Linked DNA regions of Mus musculus: regions 1, 3, 4, 5, 6 and 7 are each linked to region 2. Evidence: chromatin contacts called from public HiCAR-type and promoter capture Hi-C data. All regions are on one chromosome and are shown on one strand. Each heading gives the region's core, a stretch centred on a gene start, on an enhancer-like site or on the middle of the called end of the contact. The rest is flanking DNA. Distances are from core to core; before and after follow the strand shown. Region 1 holds the start of Mir22hg (Mir22 host gene (non-protein coding)). Region 2 holds the start of Ankfy1 (ankyrin repeat and FYVE domain containing 1). Region 3 holds the start of Rpa1 (replication protein A1). Region 4 holds the start of Ovca2 (candidate tumor suppressor in ovarian cancer 2). Region 5 holds the start of Srr (serine racemase). Region 6 holds the start of 0610010K14Rik (RIKEN cDNA 0610010K14 gene). Region 7 holds the start of Tsr1 (TSR1 20S rRNA accumulation).

Region 1 (2,726 bases), core at 29-2,528, 2.8 Mb after region 2:
AGACACAATATTCTGAACGTTGAACTCAGGATTTGAAGCAAGCCCAGCAGTCACCTTAGTGGAGCCCATACTTAATTTAACACAGAAGCGGCTATCTCAGGCTTCCCTCTCATTTCTTTGTCTCAGATGCTCTCACTTAGAAAGCTTAGATGCTCTTAGAAATGACTCAAAAGTCAAGAACCCCAGGCCACAAGTTTCTCTTTGGGGGTGGGGAGGGAGTGAAGAGGTGGTCCCAGTCTTGTCCCTTTAAATAAGCAATTCAGCAGCTTTTGCCAAGTCATTGGGTTCATTTCGGTTTTTGCCCATCCCCCGCCTTTCAGACTCTGATTGGCCCCTAGGGAAGGAGCCGCCTCTTCATTGGTCTCCACCTTTGAAATCACTTCCCTAAGTAGGCCTGAGTCAGAGAAGCGTTTCGGAGGGCGGGACTGAATGGGTGTTAATCTTAGAACCGGGTTTCTGGTTGATACTACTTTGGTAAAGATCTTCCCCTAATTTTTAAAAAGACGCTTCCTCTCTAAAAGTGAGGGCGAATCCTTTGTTAAGAACGTGCCCCTTGAGAAGCCGTGGGCTCTTCAGCGACTAAGACGAGACATTCACTAGAAAAGATTTCACTAAACCCACGAGGGATAGACTAGACCTCCAGTGAAGATTGGGCCTGTGCGGGTGACATTTGTCCCTATACCCCGAAGACCTCGAGCTAGCTCTCCAGTGAAGACTGGGGCCGTGCGAGTGACAGTGGTCCCTATACCCCGAAAAAAAAAAAGTCCTATTTGTGGAAAAAAAAAAAGACTTCGGGTGTTCTGCTGCATCGGTGGCTGGCTTCCATCTTTAGTTCTACTCACTCCTGTTGCTTCGCGTGCTCCACCTTCGCTTAGCTCAGGCCTCCTGTGAATCAGTTTTGAGGCTAAAAGAAGTTCCAAGAAGGAGGGGCTGTAGCCCTTTAAGGACTTCCCCGCGACCGAGTCAGAGATCAGTTTAAAAATGCCAACTCACAGAGCGCGCTGCATTCTGGGAAGCTGAGTGTCACCGTAAGAACTTCATTGACCGGAATGCACTGCAAAAATACACGCCTATACTTCCTTCTGCTCTTTAAACTGTAGTTTGACGTAAAGCTGGTCTAAGCAAGTCGCCTAGGCCGAGGGTTAGCCACACCTTTTCAGCCATTGGCCAGTTGGTTAGTTGGTAGGCGTGGCTTAGAGAAGCTCCTCCAGGCAAGGGGGTGGCCTCCTTGCCAATCAGAGCCCAGACGCCTGAATGGGCGGGAGTAAGCAGAGGTGCTGGCGCCCCCGAGTGGGTGTGGTCACGTTGCCCAGCAATGGGCGGTGATTGGCCCTGGGTGGTTCATTCGCAGCTCGTGCGTCACGACGCCGCCAGCTGATCGGAGACTGGAGCCGGTGTGTGCTGGGCGCTGGGAAGAGACAGAGCGGTCGGCCGTGCGGACAGGTCGCAGTGATTTTGCTCCTCTGTCCACAGCAACCCCCGCACCCAGCATCAGGTGGGTGTGATCTGGGGACCCGGTCATCCCGGGGGGAACCGCGGTAACCGGGTGATGGGGAAAGTAGGGTCCTGACGGCCACACCCTGCCCTTCTGGGGGAGGGGAGAGGGGGCGGCGGGGACAGGGGCGCTCTTGGGAGAGGAGCCTGGACTCTCCCGAGTAGTGTGTCTGGACGTTTAAAGAGAGAGTCCCGGACAGGAGTCGTGGCAGAAGGTTTGGAGAAGTAACTGGGGAGGAATATGAGAGGCCAGAGGGCCGGGGGCGTCTAACCCCGACGCCCTTTGGTTTGAGGATGCCCGAGCTGACCATTTAGCCTAGGGAGGATCTGGACGAGCGAGGGGTGCGGAGGTGCATTGCCTCTACCGGCGCTGACTGGGTCAGGGCCAGTTCAAGTCCCTGGCAGGGAAGGGGTCGCTGGGCGGTCCGGCCCCTCCTCTCGTTCCCTCCCGGGGATGTTATGTAAGGGGGGAGGGGAAAGGAGTAGGGGGCGGCGGTGCGGAGGCCTTATGCAACCCAAAGGTTAGGGTTTCACCGCGGGTTGGGCGGAGGTTGGGGGGGCGGACAGGAGGAGTGCCTGGAAACTCTACCCGCACCCCCCCTCCCAGCCTAACTGGCTGTCTTGGACAGAGAGAAGGTCACCTTTGCACCTCCCCCCTAGTATGTCCGGTAGAGAGGCCCCTAGCCCGGGCTTGGCCTGACTGCCTGGGAAGCCGGCTGGCTGGGTGGGGCGCCTGGGTTAGTCATCGCTGGGCTCCCTCTCTCCCCACCTCCTGGCCAACTCTTGGCCCCTCCCCACGGCCTCCGGTTAGGCTAACGTTCCCACCTCCCTCTGGCCCTAGTTTCAGTCTCCAACTCATTTGGCCTGTCACCCTGGCTGTTAGAGTAGGCTAGAAGCTGTCATGGTGCCAGAGAGTTGATGGAGCAGCTGGTCAGAGGGTCAGTGCCCTGGGCCCACCCCGCCCCGCAGCCAAGGGCACCTGCTTGGCACAAACTCTCAGCAGCCAGTGAACCCTGTGGCCTGAACAGAGCTATCCTGGGCAGAGAGAAGTGGACAGAGACTGATCACCTAGGAGAAGGAAGATCCGACAAAGTTTATACTTCCCAAGAGGCTTTTGGAATTTGAAAGTTGCCCACCCTAGTGTAATCTTTCCACTCTCTGAAAATAGAAATCCCAAGGCAAAGTCTCCTTGGCCCTTCTATCTGGCAGTGGCCATGTCCTTGGACTGACTG
Region 2 (2,704 bases), core at 91-2,590:
AGAAGAGTCTGTTTATGCTCAAAGCTGGTTTATCTAGCCACCTGAAGATCTCAAAAACTCATTTGACACACCTATGAACCATCCTCAGCAAGGCAGTGAAGCTTTGAGCTCAGGCACTTCTATTGAAACTAACAAATATTGTTTCTTTAATCACATGTCGCTTATCCAGGGCCACTACTTTAACACTGCCCTGTTATTTCCTTCACTACTGTAGTCTGCTACAATCGGAACATCAGTTTTTAGTACATAATTATCCTTAATGTATTTAAGTGTCCTTCTCTTCCATTTTCTAAGTGTTTTTCAGCCAGGGTCGTCCCCTTTTCAAAATTTTAACCATTGCCCTTACATTTTTATAATCTGAACTCAATCCCTTCATTATTCCATTTCATTGCCCTCTAATGCTTTCTTTAACTGTGGCAGATCTTCCTAAAATCTTAACTGTTCTCTAAGTCACTACTTAACTGTTGATGCATTATTTCTATTCTCCTTTGTTGACCTGGAGGCTTCAGGTGTGCTAAGTACATATTCGTTACCCGGGCCAAGAAAAAGTATTTATGTCAAGTGTGGTGGCACTTGCCTTTAATCGCAGCACTCCAGGCAGAGGCACTAGGGTCTCTTATCAGTGTCAGGCCAGCCTGGTCTACATAGTAAGTTCCAGAACAGCCAGGATTATGTAGAGAAACCCTGTCTCAATTCCCCACTCTACCTACTCCACAGCCAAAAAAGGCATACTATCTAGGATTGTCAGCCCTCTATTTTGCTATTATAAAAATCATCTAATCATTCTCACATTCACAAAAGGTTTAAGCTCCTGGTTTACAATCTGAATTCCTTCTCCATGGCCTTGTCAACCGTTATTAGCTCCTAGTGTTATTTGGCTTTGCCACTTTGACCTCAGGGATCTCACAATTTTGCTTACATAAAATTGTATAGAGATTTGCAGTTTTTGCGACCCCTATATTTGTAACCAGTGTGTTTGCCTGTTTGATAACCCAAGTTGTCTGGTTTTAGCCATAAAAATTCCCAAAGCCCTGGAGAAATGCTATCATTTAAGTATTAGGACAGCGTCCCACGTGGTTACAAAGTAACTTAAAGATCCGCAGTCCCTGCCTCAGAATAGTCCATGTTTGCTCTACCCTGACGATCGCCTGGAGTACGAGATAGCCCAGTCCGCGCTTGTCAAACCTTCCAAAACGAAGTGGGACTCGGACCTCCCGCCTAGAGCAACTTCCCGCTCCACTTTCATTCACCCCTTGTCTGCTCTGGCTCCTCCCTTTGCCACGCCTCCATCCATTCTCGCGAGACTTGATGATTCCCTTGCGCCGGCATTTATCGCGAGGCTGTAGGCAGGGCCGGGCCCGACATGGCGGAAGGTAGGTTTTTTGTGGGGTGGCACGGGAAGACGCGAAGCAATAGGGGTACCACTGGCCGGGCACAGAAGCCCCTGGAAGGGTTGTCCGGCTGTGGTCGTACGGTGCATCACGTGTCTCGCGAGCCTTCCTATGTAGCGTTTCGGGGCTCCCCGGGCCGGGGTTCTCAGCGCCGTTCCTATGGCAACGCCCCTCCTGCAGTCTGTCTTCACTCGTCACCCCCCGCCCCCAACCCCGATCCCGGTAGTCTCAGAACGAGAAAGGGGTCGGGTCCTGGGAGCGAATGCACCCGCGGGACTCGAGAAAGCTGTAGAGGAGCTTCTTGTGCCAGCCATGCTGGAACGGGGAGGGAAGTGCCCCTCTCCTTAGGAAATCGAAACTGCTGTCATGGCAGGTCCTGCATCCGGAAGGGTGCATCTCTTGCCTGCGGAAGAGCTTGGGACTCTTCCTTGGAAGAGCCGGGACTGCAGCTGGACGACGGGCTTCTTGGGCGTGCGCTGTAATAGTCTTTAAGCTTTTTGGCAGCCCTAGCAAATGTGGGCACGCTCAGATTCTCTGAGGTTTACAAAGGGGCAAAAGGAGATGTTTCCTCAGTAAGGAAGTTGACCAAGGTCACACTGCTTGAAAGAGGTGTGCTAAAGCCAGGCTTCGGTTCCTTTACCTCCTGCTTTAGTCCTTCGTCTCTTTTTTAGTACTTTACGACATTGCAGGTAAAGGCATCCGGTTTCTCAGGTGCAGCCTCCCTTAAGGAATAATGTTAGGATCTTTGCTTGCCATAGCTTTACTGTATGAGTTGGGGTGAAAGCCCTGAGATAGTGAGTTACCTAGTAGTGATCAGACAATATTAGACCTGGCCGGTGTGCTTCTCCTGTGTACCCCATTGTTGGAGAAAAATACTTCTTGTTGGACTTTGTTGAGTGGCTGAAGATTTACTTGATCTAGACCTGGCCTATTTTGTTTTTGTCTTTTGTTTGTATTTTTTGGTAAGTGTTGATTAAACTCATCATTTCTTGATCTGAGATTTGGGTAGTGTGACAGTTTGTGTAGTCTTCTCAGATTTGAATTAGGTTTAAGAGTGACACGAAGTAGGCCTGCCAGGTGTGTTATTTGCCCTTTATAGTTAAGTGAACTGAGGCCAGATTCATGGCTGGGACTGGATTCTGTTTTCATTTTTACTTTTTCTATCTGTTAAACACCTTGGAGGTGGTGAACATTGTCCAACAGAGGAGGAGAAAGCGAAGTGACTGAAAGTGCTGGGTGTGGTGATGTATGCCTGCCTGCTTGTAGTTCCTTCATTCAGCACTTGGAAGGATCTGGAATTTAGGGTCATTCAC
Region 3 (2,716 bases), core at 63-2,562, 2.7 Mb after region 2:
GAGTTCAAATCCCAGCAACCACATGGTGGCTCACAACCATCCGTAACAAGATCTGACTCCCTCTTCTGGAGTGTATGAAGACAGCTACAGTGTACTTACATATAATCAATAAATAAATCTTTAAAAAAAAAAAAGACTATTCCAGTGGGGATGGAAAAGTTAAGTGTGGAGTTAAAATATACTTCAACTGGTGATGGACTAGGTGTCCAGAGTCGGGCAAAAGGATGCTCTGTGGTAGAGGTGCCTGCTGTGTAAGCCCAGCTACCTGAGCTCAATCCACAGAATCCACAGCGGAGTGGGAAGAGAAACAACGTCCCAGAGTTGTCCTCTGGCATCCGACGCACATTCGCCATCCCCAAGATGTCATACATATGTGTACATACTACACACTGGCGCACGCGCACACACACTCTTTTTTAAAATTCAGACTTAGAGGGACATAAAGGATTTGCTCTGATATATGTTCAATTGAAAATGACTTTGAAGATAGAGGGCAGATCGAAGGAAGCTCAGCAGGAAAGAATTAATAACATGCAGGTGAAGGGCTATAAACTAGTCTGCAGAGGGCCTTGGCTCGACAAAAAAATCTATGGGGTTTGCCGGTAAAATAAGGAAAAAGTTGTCAACATGAAACACAGAACACTAGCAAGAGAGGAGTGTTAGCAGAAAGAAGCCAACAAGCTCAAACAATTAGGTCGGCTGAAAAATTTTAAAATGTCTTCTGATTTGGCTACTGGGAAGCCACTGGTGACTTCGGTCAGCGTTTTCTCTCTCGTGACCAGAGAGATGTCTAGTAGCAATAATGAGTTAGGAGGATGTAAAAGAAGTAAAACAGCCGAAAACAAGTCCAAAAAGTTTGGGGTGATGGAGAAAGGGAGGAAACAGAGGCCGCCGAAGATAGACAGCGGCATGTTTATTTGTCTTGTTTTCTTAGATGTAAACAAACTAAAAAAACTCGTGAGTTCTTCTGCCAGTACCGGGTTGCCTCCAGCATCCTCTGATGGTCTTAGAGACCCCGGGATGCTCCCCCGCGGCCGTATAATTTCCTCCCTGACGCTCTCCCGATCGACAGCGGCTCCCTCCCCGGGTCCTCTTTGCACCGCTCCAAGGCCGCGCTGCTAGGGCCATCGAGCCCGCTCAGGGTCGTCTCCTTACCTCGATGGCCCCCTCGCTCAGGTGTCCCACCATGGCTGCACCGCTAACTCCCGCGCTCGCGCTCTTGCACCGCCTGAGCTTCTCTGCCGGGGTCCCGCGGGCTGCTCAACGATTGGCTAGAGCAACTGTGCGTGCCGATCCGCCCCCAGCGTGAGCGCGGTGCGAGGGGCGGGCCTAGACGCCGATAGCCACCGCATTGGCTACCGCGCGGCAGGCAGAGCACGTGACTCTTCCGAGGCCGGGTTCGAGGCCTAGTGGCGGGATGGCGGGACGTGAGGGCGGGGCGCTGGGTCGCAGTGCGCCTGTGTCAGCGCGGTGCTACTGAGTTGTTCCCCCGCCAGCTGTCGGAACTTTGCCCGCCCAGTCCTTTGGCGGACAGACAGAATGGCAACCCAGGGAACAGTCGGAGCTCTCCCCTGGTAACTGCTGCTAAATATAGTCAAAGCAGTGACCTGGGTACTTCTTCACGCAGTGCGTGCCCGGCGCCGGTGCCAGGCCCAGAGCTTGGCACTGTGGGATAAACAAGGTAAATCAGACTCAGTCTCCGCCCTCTTGAGTTCCACCTGAGAGTTGTGGCCGCAAGGAACCCAGCCTCAAGGATGGTAGACGCGATATGGGCCACACATGTGGAGCTCCAGAGTGGGGGTCAAAAATCAATCAGGCTTTCGAGAGGCGATGCGGTTTGAACTGAGTTAAAGTGTGTGTAGAAATTTGTCAGGTGGATTCCAGTGAGGATAGTGATGTTCCTAAAAGCCCAAATGGCCTATGCAAAAGTATTGGAGAGCCTGGCGTGCTGGCTGGCTCTGATCTGTTTGTAATCCCAGCCTTTGGGATGTAGAAGCAGCAAAAGTTCAAGGTCACCCTTAACACCGTTGAGTTCGAGGTCAACCTGAACTAAATGAGACCCTGAAAAATCAAAATTTGGGACCCAGGCGTGGTGGCATTCGAGGTAAAAGCAGGCAGATCTCTGAGTTCGAAGCCAGCCAGGCTAACATAAGATCCGGTCTCAAAAAAAAAAAGTAATAAAAATAAAAAGGGAGAGAGGCTATATGAACTGAAAGAAAGACCTGGAGATCAAAACAGAAAACTGAGCCGTCTAAGAAATGAAAATATTTAACTTCATAGTTGCTGGAGTAAGAAGTCTGGAAAACTTTGGGCAACTAAGGTAAACAGGTCTAGAAAGACTGGAATAGTAGCCATCTACTGGTATTTTGATCTCTGTTTGTACAACCACAACCTACTATAGTTTCTCAAACAGTTCCAAAGAATATGTCTGGGTGAATTGGTACCACACCACAGATTAACTCTCCTTCAGCATATCAACAGCTATAGAAAACCCCAGAAGAAATGATTTTGGTTGCGTGTCACTTGGTAGGATGAAATCTCGATTTTCTAGAACTATGCATTAATAGAAAGCTGAATCTTCATGTTCTGACTTTACAGAGCTGCGGCAGCATGGATCTACCGGTGGATGAATGGAAGTCCTACCTACTTAAGAAGTGGGCTTCACTCCCGAAGTCTGTGCAGGACACAATTTCTACAGCAGAGACTTTGAGCGACA
Region 4 (2,700 bases), core at 112-2,611, 2.5 Mb after region 2:
TCCACAAAAGGATGGTGACATGGCTCAGCAGGTAGAGGCATGACTTGCCAAGTCAAATGATCAGAGCTCAGAAAGAACCCACATGGTTGAATCAACTCCCCGCACTTATCCTCTGATCTCCACAAGTCTGCACCCATACACACAATAAGCCGAATTTAAAGATACAAAACAATAAATGACTTCCACCAAAAATGTGTCCTTGGGTTTGGTTTGGTGCTGCCCCAGGATCGGGGCAGCAGGAGAAAGGCATTCAACATCTAAAGCATCGCTTTATTGTCTGTCAGTCACAGGGGTGCCAGCCCCTGCCTGCCCACCCCTGTCTTCTCACAGGCTCTCTGGGCTTATGTGTGTCCTGAGAACTGACAGTTGTCTTAACTAGCCATGGTGAGGAGACAGGGGAGAGCTGCTGGACAAAGTGGGAGCAGTGCGGAGACATTTGTCCATCCTTCATTCTGCAAACTGGTCCAAGAACTTAAGGTAGGCCTGACGCTGAGATGCAGCTGCTGGAATGAAGTGACCACCGGAGTGGGTGAGGGTGACGGCTCCAAGGAATCGGCTAGCCAATTGCATACTCTCCTGAGAAGGGATGACTCGATCAGTATCCCCAAAAACATGAAGTGAAGGCAGTGACATGGGGCTCTGCAAGATAGGTTCCTTAAGGCCTCGGGGACAGAACCCCGACACAAGTATAATAAATCTTGGCAAGGGGAAGCGAGGATCGCCTGCCTGGCCCAGGGCACACACATAAGCTGCTAGTGCAGCCCCCTGGCTGAAGCCAAGAAGTCCATCAAACGGCCCCAGCGTGTCAAGGGCCCGTGCCACCGTTTCCAGGGCCTCCTGCAGACCCCTGCACACTGTGGACTCTTCCAGAGCAGAGAAAACATCGGCTTCCTCCTCAGAAAACCACCAGCCTCGAGGCTGCTCCTCCGGAGAACAGGGCCCTAGAAGCAGATGGGAGAAGAGCACAGGCCCAGGGTTAGAGATGGTGAGAAGAAAAAGGCAGAGCTTGGGAAAGTGCAGCCAGGGGACTTGGGGGGCGGGAGGGACCTGGAATGGCCTGGACACAGATAAAGGAGGAAACCTGGGAGCTCAGACTAGAGCCGGAGTTAAAGGCGCTAGGTGAGAACTGAGGTCCAGGTGTGCGAAGGGGTCCAGCAAGTCTCACCCGAGTCTGGACACGAACCCTCGGGAGCCGCTGCCTCGGGGACCGGGTGAGGTCCGCTGAGGCACACAAGCTCTGCCCGACCCCGCAGCGTCTTCCTCAGCGCTCCGGTCTTCTCACGGAAGCCCCGCTCGCTCTGCCGGAAGCCGGCTAGACACAGCACTCGCAGGGTCTGCCGTGCCGCCATACTGCAGACCGACCGGAAGCAGGCCTTCCCAGGCGGAAGTAGAACCGGCAAGGGGGCAGGGCCCGTGCGGGGAACACCCCTAAGGCGGGGCTCTCCTAAAACAAAAAGGTGGGGCGTGGCTGCAAATACCTGCTGCTCTGGCCCTCTCAGGGAGCCGGCGAAGTAGCCTTCTGGTCTGCGCAGTTGCAACTCTCACAGGCTGGGGCTGGAGAGCCGCCTCTGGACCCTTGCTGCACCTGAGGTAGCAGATAGATTCAAGTCTCTCTACTGCAACCTCCACCCGGCTCCCTTGCATTTCCCCCGCTGTCCTCAGGGCGGCGGCGGTGGACCACGTCACGCCTGTAGGCTGCCTCTCAGCCCTGCTTAAAGTGGGCTACCTTGTCAGATGCAGGCTGGCAGAGACCCCGAGGTGCTCGGTCCCGACCGTAGTTCACTGTCCATGGCCCTAAGGAGCTGCCAGAGTAGAAGTCCATGGGGTAGGGTTGCTGCCAAGAAATGTCCTTCAGGGCCACAGCTGCCTAGGGGAGAAAAGACAATGATATTCTTTCTCTCTCTTTCTTCTTTCTCCCTTCCTTCCTTCCTCTCTCTCTCTCTCTCTCTCTCTCTCTCTCTCTCTCTCTCTCTCTCTCTCTCTCTCTCTCTTTCTTTCTTTTTTTGTCCCTGCATTAGCAAATTTGACCAGGGTCTATGAAGGGAGTGTATTATCATCCTTCAGAAAGGAAGAGTGAAGTGAAGAGAGTCGCAGCTACACAGCGAGTCAGGTGTGTTGGCTCACATCTCCCAGCAACTCTTAAATATAAACAAAAACTACACAGCAAGATGGTGGCTCGATCTCAGAACCTGCAACCCTACGTGCTGCTTACCCATGCCAGCCATCTCACAACCCTCCCTCAACAGGAAATACAAAGATTTTCAAAATGTGGCTGTTACCTCGTACGGTGTCAGCAGTGGCTTGGGAAAGGCTGAACCCCAGTCAATGGAGAGGCGTGGACATGCCACCTGCACCCACCTAGGGAGATAAGTCAGTTAAGATGTGACATGAAGGTCACCTCTCTCTGGGGTACCACACTGAAGAACATAACGGTGTCTCAGTATCTCAGTATGTCCACTTGTCAACAGATTGCACTGATCCAACTATATACTGTTGGGAAGGTAACTCTGATTGCCCTGTAAGCCTAGGACTTGACCTTAACTCCCAAAACCATTGCATTAAAAGCAAAAGTGGAGCTGGACACACAGCTTAGTGGTTGAGGGAGCTGGCTACTCTTGCAGAGGATTCAAGTTCAATTCCCAACACCCACATAGTAGCTCACAACCTTCTAAAGTAAGAGGCAAAATTTGTGTGTGTGGT
Region 5 (2,700 bases), core at 153-2,652, 2.2 Mb after region 2:
TCATTTGAGCTGTTGACTATTTCTCAGTCATTGTCTTTCTCTCTCTCTCTCTCTCTCTTTTTTGGTTTTTCGAGACAGGGTTTTTCTGTATAGCCCTGGCTGTCCTGGAACTCACTTTGTAGACCAGGATGGCCTCGAACTCAGAAATCCGCCTGCCTCTGCCGGCCCCTCCTCCCCCAGTGCGGGATTAAAGGCGTGCGCCCGGCATTTTTCTCTTTTGATGGTGAAATATCTGTCACATAACAGGAACTGTATGAGTACTATCAAATATTTTATACTATGATCAAGGCATAACTGGTTATTACTTTTTGAGGTCTAAAGGGTCAATGACTGTGTGAGACAGGGAAGAAGGAAAGACTGGAGAAAGGCAGTCTTTGGATAGGAAGTTTCTCCACCCCACCGTTTCTAATAGGAGTTAATGGTCAATGAGCTTAAAGTACCCATCTTCTAGTCTAATTAACTTTTTGCTTCCTTTTTGGGGGACAAGGTCTTCTAATATGTTGCCTTGATTAGCCTCAAATGTGCTATGTTGCCCAGGCTTGAACTTGCAATGCTCCCACCACAGCCTTTGAAGTACCGTGAATATAAGAATGAGCTATTTTTACCAGCATCAGTAAAAATTTAAAGATGTAAAGATGGGAGAATTGACTTGAGTACTAAAAAAGTAATTTTAAAAAATTCTCAATGCTAACAGTAATTCCCAGATCGAATAATTTCCTTCTTTTTTTACCTCCACACAACGACCTCCAGCAAGTCTTAGGGATGAACTGTCATAGACTTTAGTACTCTGGTACAATCAAACGATACACGGAGCAATTTACTTCTTCCACTCTCTGAGATTCCGTTTACCAGTAATGGGGATAATAATAAAAGATATTTAAACTCCACAATCCAGGCCTACGGTAAGGAGACTTCGGCCTAAAATGATCGGAGGAGGCCGGGTTGTAGGATGTCTCCGTCAATCCGAGCCCCAGATCAAAAGCAGTGTCCTCGGTGGTCACCGCAGCAATACTGGCATCCCTAGACCCGAATGCCCACCTGACATGGGCGAGTCACACCTGGCTGCGCCTCACCTCGCCTCCAGAGCGCTGCGCCTCCACCTCCGAGCCTCGGCGGACCGTCCTAGCTTTACACCTCTGCGCACGCGCACACGCCGTCTCCGCGGCCGATTCGCCCGCTCCGGCAAGGCCCTAGTTGAACGTGCTGAATGCTTTTGCTCCCAGTGCGGCCACCGTCGTTTGGGGAGGGCAGGCAGGAGGGGGGCGGGGAAAAGGGTGGGAGTGGGTGAGCGCGCGCCGCCCGTCCGTCGTGGTTTCCTGGCTGCGCGCGGCGGTGGCCGAGTCGCCGCAGCTGTAGCAGCCGCCGCGAAGATGGCGGAGGGGTTGGAGCGTGTGCGGATCTCCGCATCGGAACTGCGAGGGATCCTGGCCACTCTGGCTCCGCAGGCCGGGAGCAGAGGTGAGTTGCGCCGCCCAGCTGCTGGGCCGGGCCTGCCCGCCCCGCCTCCCTCTCCTCTGCCTCCTCCCCGCCCCGTCCGCGGCGCTCCGAACCCCCGCCCCTTCCCCAACAGTGCGCCCGGGCCTGCGGCGGCCCCTGGGAGACAGCGAGGCTGTCGCTCCGCTCCCTCGGGCCCTCGGGGCAGAGCCCAAGCGCGAGTTTCAGCCTCCGCCCTCTTGCTCGGCGCGGCGCCGTGGTTGTTCTCCGGTGCCCTAACCCTCTCACGCCAGCGCCTGAGTTCCAGTCCGGAGGAGACACGAACTGGCTTGGGTGCTAGGGTCCGGTAGAGGCCCCGAGACGTATTGTTCCCAAAAGAATAGTCTGTGTATGTGTACCTTTCCGTAGTCCTCCGTTCCGCGTCGGAGAGGAGGAGCTGGGGAAATTGAGGAGAAAGGCTTAACAGGCTAGGACTTCCTTTGCTGAACTTACCCCCCCCCCCCACCCCCCAAGGCTGGTTTCTAGTGCTAGGCCACTGGAGGGATCCAGGACCTCAGAGAGCTGACTCGGTTTTGTTTTGGTCTTGGCGTGTGTGGGAGCAGTTGTGATCAGAGAGAATGCTTAATTTGCCAGTCTCCATTCGCATCAGAAAAGCGCGAGAAATATTTTGGTGTCTGGTCTCCTTCATTAGCCAGTGTTGCTTAGGATGACAGTTACAGAAGATACCTTCTCTAGGATTGTGGCTAGAATTTGTGAGGTTGGTTTTTATTGGCCAACTGAATTGGATTAACCAGGCTGTTTTCTCTCTCTCCTCTGGAAAATAGTAGTCACCACCTCTCCTGGCTCCGCCCCAAAACTAAGTTTAAAAGTTTACTCAGGGTGCTGAGGTTAAACGGCTTTATCTTGGTTCACATTTGGTGGAGAAGCTAAACTTTTGCCAAGGCAGCAGTATCTTTTATTTTGTGTTTGTTTTTCTTTTGAGACAAAGTCTCACCTTGTAGCCAATACTGGCCTTGAATTTACTGTGTAACCCAACCTGGCCTTGAGTTTGGATACTTTTCCTGACTGAAGCCTTCAGAGTGCTGGAATTATATGCATATGCCACCATACCCAACTTTCAAGTCAGAAACCTAAAATTTTAGTTTCGCCCCCACCCCATCCCCCAAACAAAAGTGGGTATAGATGCAGGTGTATAAATACTTGGCTACCAGCTTGTTTGCATTTGTATATACATTATAATTCTGTACTAGGATTTTATATAACTTG
Region 6 (2,700 bases), core at 41-2,540, 2.5 Mb before region 2:
TTATCATCAAACACAACCACTGAGTATCTGGGCACCATGAAAATAAAGTTCTCTGCAGGCCCTAGTGACCACTGCATTTCCTGATCTTCCGACCAACTGCCACAGTGACAGTCTCTCAGTCTTCAAGGAAATGCTAACAAAACTAGGAACAAAGTAGGAAAGATGCTGAGCTGGGAGTTCTGAGAGAGAACAATGGGTCAGGAGGAAGAAAGTTGCCCACCCTCCCCTTTCTCTGCCAGCCACCCTCCCTCACACTGTCCGTTCCTTGATGACACAGCTGATGTGATTAAGATCGTCCCCAAAGCGCTTCACAGCAGCCCTCAGCATCTCTATCTCCGTCTCCGTCCACTTGGCACTGTCGGAAGGGGAGAAGGGTGATAACAAAAGTGGAAGAGGGATGTGTGGAACCAGCCCACAGGCTATTCCGTCCACAGCCAGCAGCCTCTTCCCCCTAGTCTCTAGGGGCACCTTTCAAAGATTCATAAAAAGGACCTCCTTTTAAAAAAAAAAAAGCCCTGGGGACAAATCGCTGGCCACATGAAATTACATCCAGGGCCACTTGAAAACATCACTTCATCATGTAACAGCTTCCATAAACAACCCAACGGAAACCAATGAAACAAGTAGGGGCCTTACAAACACAACCCTTGAAAGATGTGTGGCAGCAGTTTGAGGGAGTCCACAGGGCTTGGGGTAGGTGGCAGACATTCTGTCGGTTTGCAGTGGAGGGCTGTGGCCTCGGTAGTCTCTTTACCTGTCATCCACTAATTCAACAATTACCACCTACACTGAGCTGGGCCAGGCACAGGGGAATTACTCTATCTCCCTGCTCTAGAGAGGGTCGTGTCTGTGACTTGAGTCCAAGCGTCTGATCTCGGAGTCCAGGTCCTAGGCTGGTCTCACGTACCCGGCAGGGGAAGAGTCCGAGACTGGATGCAGCTGCATCGTCAACTCCCCGAGCTTCGTGAAGGCGGCGCCGGCCGCGGAGAAGATCTCTCCAACCTGGGGGCGGAGCAGCATTACGGGGGGCCGGCAGCGCGCCGTCCCACCCCAGCCTCGGATCCGCCCGCCCCCCGCCCAGCGCGCACCAGCCGGGAGCCAGGCAGGGGGCCCACCCTCCCGTGGCCGCCAGGGAGCGCAGTCCGCGAGGGAGGTCGAACCTTGGTGGACGCTGACGTCATGGCCCCGCGCACCTCCTCACGGAGACGCTCCGCCGCCACCACCACCACGCGAGCTGGAAACCACGGAGAGCCCGGCAGCCGGCCGCTCGGGCTCCCGCGCAGGAAGTCCCGCCCTCCCTGCAGCTGATTGGCCGAGACCCGACCTCTCCCCAGTCACTCAAGGGGCCTCGCCGCGCGGAGGAAGACGAGGTGGAAGACGTTGCTTCACTTCCGGCTAGCTTCATTCCACTTCCGTCGGAGGGTCCGGACTCCTCGATGAGGCCGGTCTCAGCCCCTTCCAGCCCGGGCCCGCCCCTCCCTGAAAGCACAGACAGCAAGCTTAGGGGGAACCGCTTCTTTTTATTGTAGTTCAGAACGGGGCGCGGTCACCCTCGGTCTCCTCCAGAGGCTGGGCGCAGTTTTGCAGGGCCAGGGATGACGTCTCGCTAGGGTCACAAGTCCCAAAGGACGCCAGATGAGTGGGACGGAGTCTGCGGAGTCTTTAAATAGAGAAGGGGGCTGGGGAGGGAGAGGCGGACCGCGCTCTAGCGCACCATGTATTCCTTGCGCTTGTTGAGACGAACTTGGCAGAAGGAGAAGCCTCCGAGGAGGAGGTAGAGGCCCGCGGCGATGAAACAGTTGTAGCTGACTTGCTCGTACAGGTTGTATATGTTCTGAGGACCGTTCCTGAAGGTGGCGAGCGAGCAGGGAAATGTCAGCCATTCAGAGCATCCAATATGCAAGTTCTATGCATCAGACACCATGCTAAAGCACTTTAACTCCTATTAGTCTTCCCAAGAAGCATACCAAATGAATTCTATCATGGTAACCATTTTACAGAGGTAGACCAAGGAGCAGGAAGGCAAAATATTGGAAGAGGCCACATCTAAGCTGGTGGGCTTGGGTAGCCATGGAAACGTGGCTTGCAAGACTGCTCCTAAGTACATGCCTTTCTGTGTCTCTGTCTCTCGCGCTGGGGATTGAAACTAGGACCCTGCGTGCTGCCACCCAACTACTTTGTAGAGAGCAGCCCTCTTCTTGAAGTCCCCAACCTAGGGCCACAAATGTCCAGTCTTCAGAAGTGTCCTCCCCATAAACCCAAACCATGCTACTCCTCATCCACGCCCAACTCGCCCAAGTACCCGACCACTTACTCAAAATCTTTCTCTGTGAAGGGAACGTCCTCAATTAACACAGCAGAATGGACATTGAAAAATATCCCGAGCATTATCTGGAAGAGTAAGGAATAGATAGGTTGTCAAATTCTTACCTTACTTCTTTGGTCGCTCCCTAGGCTCCTCCCCTGTCTAATGTTGGCCCAACACTTGCGCCAGAGATGAACTAGAAAGGGCTAGTTGTATCTGGTGGTTGTATCTGGATTCGGACTCAGCCATGTGGAACAGGGCGTGAGGTAGGACCTTGGGAAGAGTGACTGGGTATAGGGAGGTATATGGCAAACAGCTCTCCGAGGCGCGTCATTATCATGGGAGCAGATGGAGATGAAACACTTCATATTTCTGGAAGTGGCGGCCTTGAGGGC
Region 7 (2,700 bases), core at 142-2,641, 2.2 Mb after region 2:
GGCGCGGCCCGCCCAGGACCCCGCCCCCGCCTGGCACGGTGGGCTGGCAGCCGCGCGCGTGGGTGCCTCCACCTCTCTGCTCCCGAGCCAGCGCGGGAGGGGTGCGAGCCCCTTGAGACCTTGCCCCGGACCGTACCTCCTTCTTCACGTTCCACAGCAGCTTTTCTTTGACCGCGTCCTCTGCGCTGCCCATGGTGCGGCAGGTGGCGGGCAGGTGGCACCGAGTGGCCCCCCGAGCCCCCGGTGCGCCCTCACCGCCTCCGCGCCTCCCGACTCAGCGCCCCACACGCGAGGCGGAGTCCCCGCCCGCTGCGCTCCCCGCCTGCAGCCGCCGCAGCCACTGCCCGGTGCTCAGCTCCGCAGCCATCTTCCGAGCCCCGCAGACGTCAGGCAGCAGGCCCGGCCCCTTCCCACTGCCGGCAGGGAGGGGGTGTGTGCGCCGCAACTGGGGAGGTGGGGGGGGGGGTCAAGGGCGGGTGCGGACGCCTGGGGGCGTCGGGGCCGGGCGCGCGCCGCAGGGACGGTTGTCATGGCGACTGGCCGGCTCCCGCCCCGAGGGCGCGAACCCGCATTGTGAGCGCTGGGAAGTCAGCCGCTCCGGCCTGCGCCGCGCAGCGGGCGGACTTTGGGAATGTGCTTGTGTCTGGGCAAACCTCAACCACCGTGACCGCTCCCGACTTCTGGCCCCTGGGAGAGGAGCTATACGGAGCCAGGGTCTCGGCTCTGCGTCACTGTGGTTCGAACCTGGTCCTGTCACTCCTCCGGATCCTGTGGAGTGTTCATATATTACTTGCAGCTCAGTCGCAAAGCTTGCAGGAGGAAAGCAAGGACCCGACTGTGAGCTCCTAAGAACAGGTGCCCGAGCGCAAGGGGAAGTCTTCGCCCTCCTCCGGGTCGCCGACATCCGCTTTGGTTCATCTTGCAGATTTGTGGGAAGAGGGGGGCGCGAGTTGGAATAAGAGACATTCCAGAGCCGGTGACACGAGCCCCTTCTAAGTGCTTCGCGTTGGAAATTAGAGTAATAGAGGAAAGGAAAGGCCACTCAGGTACAAATGTCACCCCTTTGTACAGTTCACTGGGACCGCAGAGAGCGGCGTGCAATAGTCTACGTGAAAAGACTTTTATTTCTTCCCACGTGATGCAACTGAAGCGTGCAAAAATGGAAAGATGGGCGCAAAATTGACCTCCTAATCCAGAGCCGGAGCCGGGAGACTCCTGCCGGCATCCTCCATCTCTCAGCAGAGGACTGCAGCGTGGGAAAAGGCACCACGACGTCTCTGCGGACACTCAGGGCGCTGCGCTTGCAGGCTGGCGGCAAAAAACCTCGCGAGAGGTCGCGGAAGTGCTAAGCCTGAAGTCCGTCCCCAGGGCCGGAAACGCTCGGGTCCGCCCGGAAGTAGAGTTCACTTGGTGCACACGTGGACTGCAGAATGGCGGCTCACCGCTCCGGGCCGCTGAAGCAGCAGAATAAAGCTCATAAAGGCGGGCGGCATCACGGCGGTGGGTCCGCACAACGGGACAGCAAAGGTGAGTAGACAGGAGGGAGAGGGGCTGCTTAGCCGGTACCCGTGCCCACACCGAGACTAGACTTGGGACCCTTGCCCAAGGCTCTTAAGCGGCGCAGGAAGGTTCTTGTTGGTTGATTTGACTGAGAGGAGAAGAGCAGCCACTTCCGATCTGCCTTCCAGGCCGGGTAGGACCGAAAATCCTCTGCAAGAAGCTGAAGAGGCAGCTCAGCCGAATAGACCAGAGGCATCGCGCCAGCCAGCTCCGAAAGCAAAAGAGGGAGTCGGTGAGTAGAAGCGGGGGTGGGGAAGCTTATGGTTTGAGATTGGTAAAGTCTCAAACTAGAAAATGGGACACGGAAATGGGCCGAAAACGGAGGTAAACCCAGAGTACCTTCAGGCAGTGTTCATTTTAGAACGAGGCCCTGCCAAACTCCTTGACAGCACATCCATACACGTGGCTTTTTACGAGAGAATGCTTGGTCCTTCCTCATCTTTATTTATACGGGCTTGCTCTTTTGCAAATCATGATTATTTTAAACAAAGGGTCTCACTGTGTAGCCCAGGCTGGCCTAGAACTCAGATCCTCCTACCTCTGCCTTCTGAGTGTTAAGTTAAAAGGCTTGGGCCACCACACCTGGCTCCTCTGATGTTTTCTTTTTTCTTTTCTTTTTTTTTTTTTTTGGGGGGGGGTGGTGGTGTTTCCGAGACAGGGTTTCTCTGTGTAGCCCTGGCTGTCCCGGAACTCACTCTGTAGACCAGGCTGGCCTCAAACTCAGAAATGAGTGCTGGGATTAAAGGCGTGCGCCAGCTCCGCCCGGCCTGCTCTGATCTTTTCTAATGTTTTACGTTACATAAAATTACCTTGGTACTTTTACAAAGCAACAGAAAGGGGAGTAGTTCTGCCCTGGGGTTACAGCACCTGTATATTTGAAGATAGAATAGTGAAGCAAATGATTGAGGTATTCTTGGATCTTTGTGTTGCTAGGTTCTGGCCGAGAAGAGGCAGCTGGGCAGCAAGGATGGTCCTCCACATCAGGTGCTGGTGGTGCCTCTGCACAGCAGGATTTCCCTTCCAGAGGCATTTAAACTGCTTCAGAATGAAGACTTGGGAACGGTGTATTTGAGTGAACGGGGAAGCACCCAGAGTTTTATGCTTCTGTGCCCTAGCTTGAAACATCGATGGTTTTTCACA

The links. Promoter capture Hi-C pulls out the DNA fragments that hold promoters and counts their contacts. HiCAR-type assays count read pairs that join an accessible place to other places.
Region 1: a contact with region 2 is called in a promoter capture Hi-C map of pre-B cells, with 3 times the contacts expected there. The contact joins the promoter of Mir22hg here to the promoter of Ankfy1 in region 2. A contact is called at or near these places in 2 of 39 promoter capture datasets (cranial neural crest and pre-B cells).
Region 3: a promoter capture Hi-C map of embryonic stem cells shows a contact between it and region 2, with 2.7 times the contacts expected there. The contact joins the promoter of Rpa1 here to the promoter of Ankfy1 in region 2. A contact is called at or near these places in 2 of 39 promoter capture datasets (embryonic stem cells and pre-B cells) and 1 of 115 datasets of contacts at active chromatin or transcription factors (embryonic stem cells).
Region 4: a HiCAR-type map of astrocytes shows a contact between it and region 2, with 2.9 times the contacts expected there. The contact joins the promoter of Ovca2 here to the promoter of Ankfy1 in region 2. A contact is called at or near these places in 1 of 39 promoter capture datasets (cranial neural crest) and 1 of 115 datasets of contacts at active chromatin or transcription factors (astrocytes).
Region 5: a HiCAR-type map of astrocytes shows a contact between it and region 2, with 8 times the contacts expected there. The contact joins the promoter of Srr here to the promoter of Ankfy1 in region 2. A contact is called at or near these places in 1 of 39 promoter capture datasets (cranial neural crest) and 1 of 115 datasets of contacts at active chromatin or transcription factors (astrocytes).
Region 6: a promoter capture Hi-C map of pre-B cells shows a contact between it and region 2, with 2.9 times the contacts expected there. The contact joins the promoter of 0610010K14Rik here to the promoter of Ankfy1 in region 2. A contact is called at or near these places in 2 of 39 promoter capture datasets (liver and pre-B cells).
Region 7: a HiCAR-type map of astrocytes shows a contact between it and region 2, with 6 times the contacts expected there. The contact joins the promoter of Tsr1 here to the promoter of Ankfy1 in region 2. A contact is called at or near these places in 4 of 39 promoter capture datasets (cranial neural crest, hematopoietic stem and progenitor cells, liver and 1 more), 1 of 484 Hi-C or Micro-C datasets (CD8 T cells) and 3 of 115 datasets of contacts at active chromatin or transcription factors (astrocytes, embryonic stem cells and extraembryonic endoderm stem cells).

What each region holds. Positions count from the first base shown.
Region 1 is chr11:75,460,261-75,462,986 of GRCm38.p6, forward strand. It overlaps Mir22hg (Mir22 host gene (non-protein coding)), which reads left to right and starts at 1,279. Exons shown (of 3, transcript NR_030711.1): 1 at 1,279-1,495.
Region 2 is chr11:72,688,662-72,691,365 of GRCm38.p6, forward strand. Ankfy1 (ankyrin repeat and FYVE domain containing 1) reads left to right here and starts at 1,341. Exons shown (of 25, transcript NM_009671.5): 1 at 1,341-1,373. The coding sequence starts at 1,364.
Region 3 is chr11:75,347,071-75,349,786 of GRCm38.p6, forward strand. Rpa1 (replication protein A1) reads right to left here and starts at 1,313. Exons shown (of 17, transcript NM_026653.2): 1 at 1,156-1,313. The coding sequence starts at 1,188. It overlaps Smyd4 (SET and MYND domain containing 4), which reads left to right and starts at 1,363. Exons shown (of 11, transcript NM_001102611.1): 1 at 1,363-1,681; 2 at 2,599-2,716. The coding sequence starts at 2,611.
Region 4 is chr11:75,177,447-75,180,146 of GRCm38.p6, forward strand. Ovca2 (candidate tumor suppressor in ovarian cancer 2) reads right to left here and starts at 1,362. Exons shown (of 2, transcript NM_027136.3): 1 at 1,166-1,362; 2 at 1-941. The coding sequence starts at 1,349. The coding sequence ends at 448. It overlaps Dph1 (diphthamide biosynthesis 1), which reads right to left. Exons shown (of 13, transcript NM_144491.2): 10 at 2,280-2,358; 11 at 1,727-1,867; 12 at 1,479-1,585; 13 at 197-941. The coding sequence ends at 1,496.
Region 5 is chr11:74,924,546-74,927,245 of GRCm38.p6, forward strand. It overlaps Srr (serine racemase), which reads right to left and starts at 1,403. Exons shown (of 9, transcript NM_013761.5): 1 at 1,074-1,403. It overlaps Smg6 (Smg-6 homolog, nonsense mediated mRNA decay factor (C. elegans)), which reads left to right and starts at 1,309. Exons shown (of 19, transcript NM_001002764.2): 1 at 1,309-1,458. The coding sequence starts at 1,371.
Region 6 is chr11:70,236,624-70,239,323 of GRCm38.p6, forward strand. 0610010K14Rik (RIKEN cDNA 0610010K14 gene) reads right to left here and starts at 1,291. Exons shown (of 6, transcript NM_145758.1): 1 at 1,161-1,291; 2 at 908-1,002; 3 at 254-355. The coding sequence starts at 1,181. Rnasek (ribonuclease, RNase K) reads right to left here. Exons shown (of 3, transcript NM_173742.3): 2 at 2,315-2,391; 3 at 1,500-1,847. The coding sequence ends at 1,706. Gm40191 (a long non-coding RNA gene) reads left to right here and starts at 2,388. Exons shown (of 3, transcript XR_879979.3): 1 at 2,388-2,571.
Region 7 is chr11:74,896,689-74,899,388 of GRCm38.p6, forward strand. Tsr1 (TSR1 20S rRNA accumulation) reads left to right here and starts at 1,392. Exons shown (of 15, transcript NM_177325.3): 1 at 1,392-1,527; 2 at 1,689-1,792; 3 at 2,494-2,700. The coding sequence starts at 1,431. It overlaps Sgsm2 (small G protein signaling modulator 2), which reads right to left and starts at 381. Exons shown (of 23, transcript NM_197943.3): 1 at 137-381. The coding sequence starts at 193.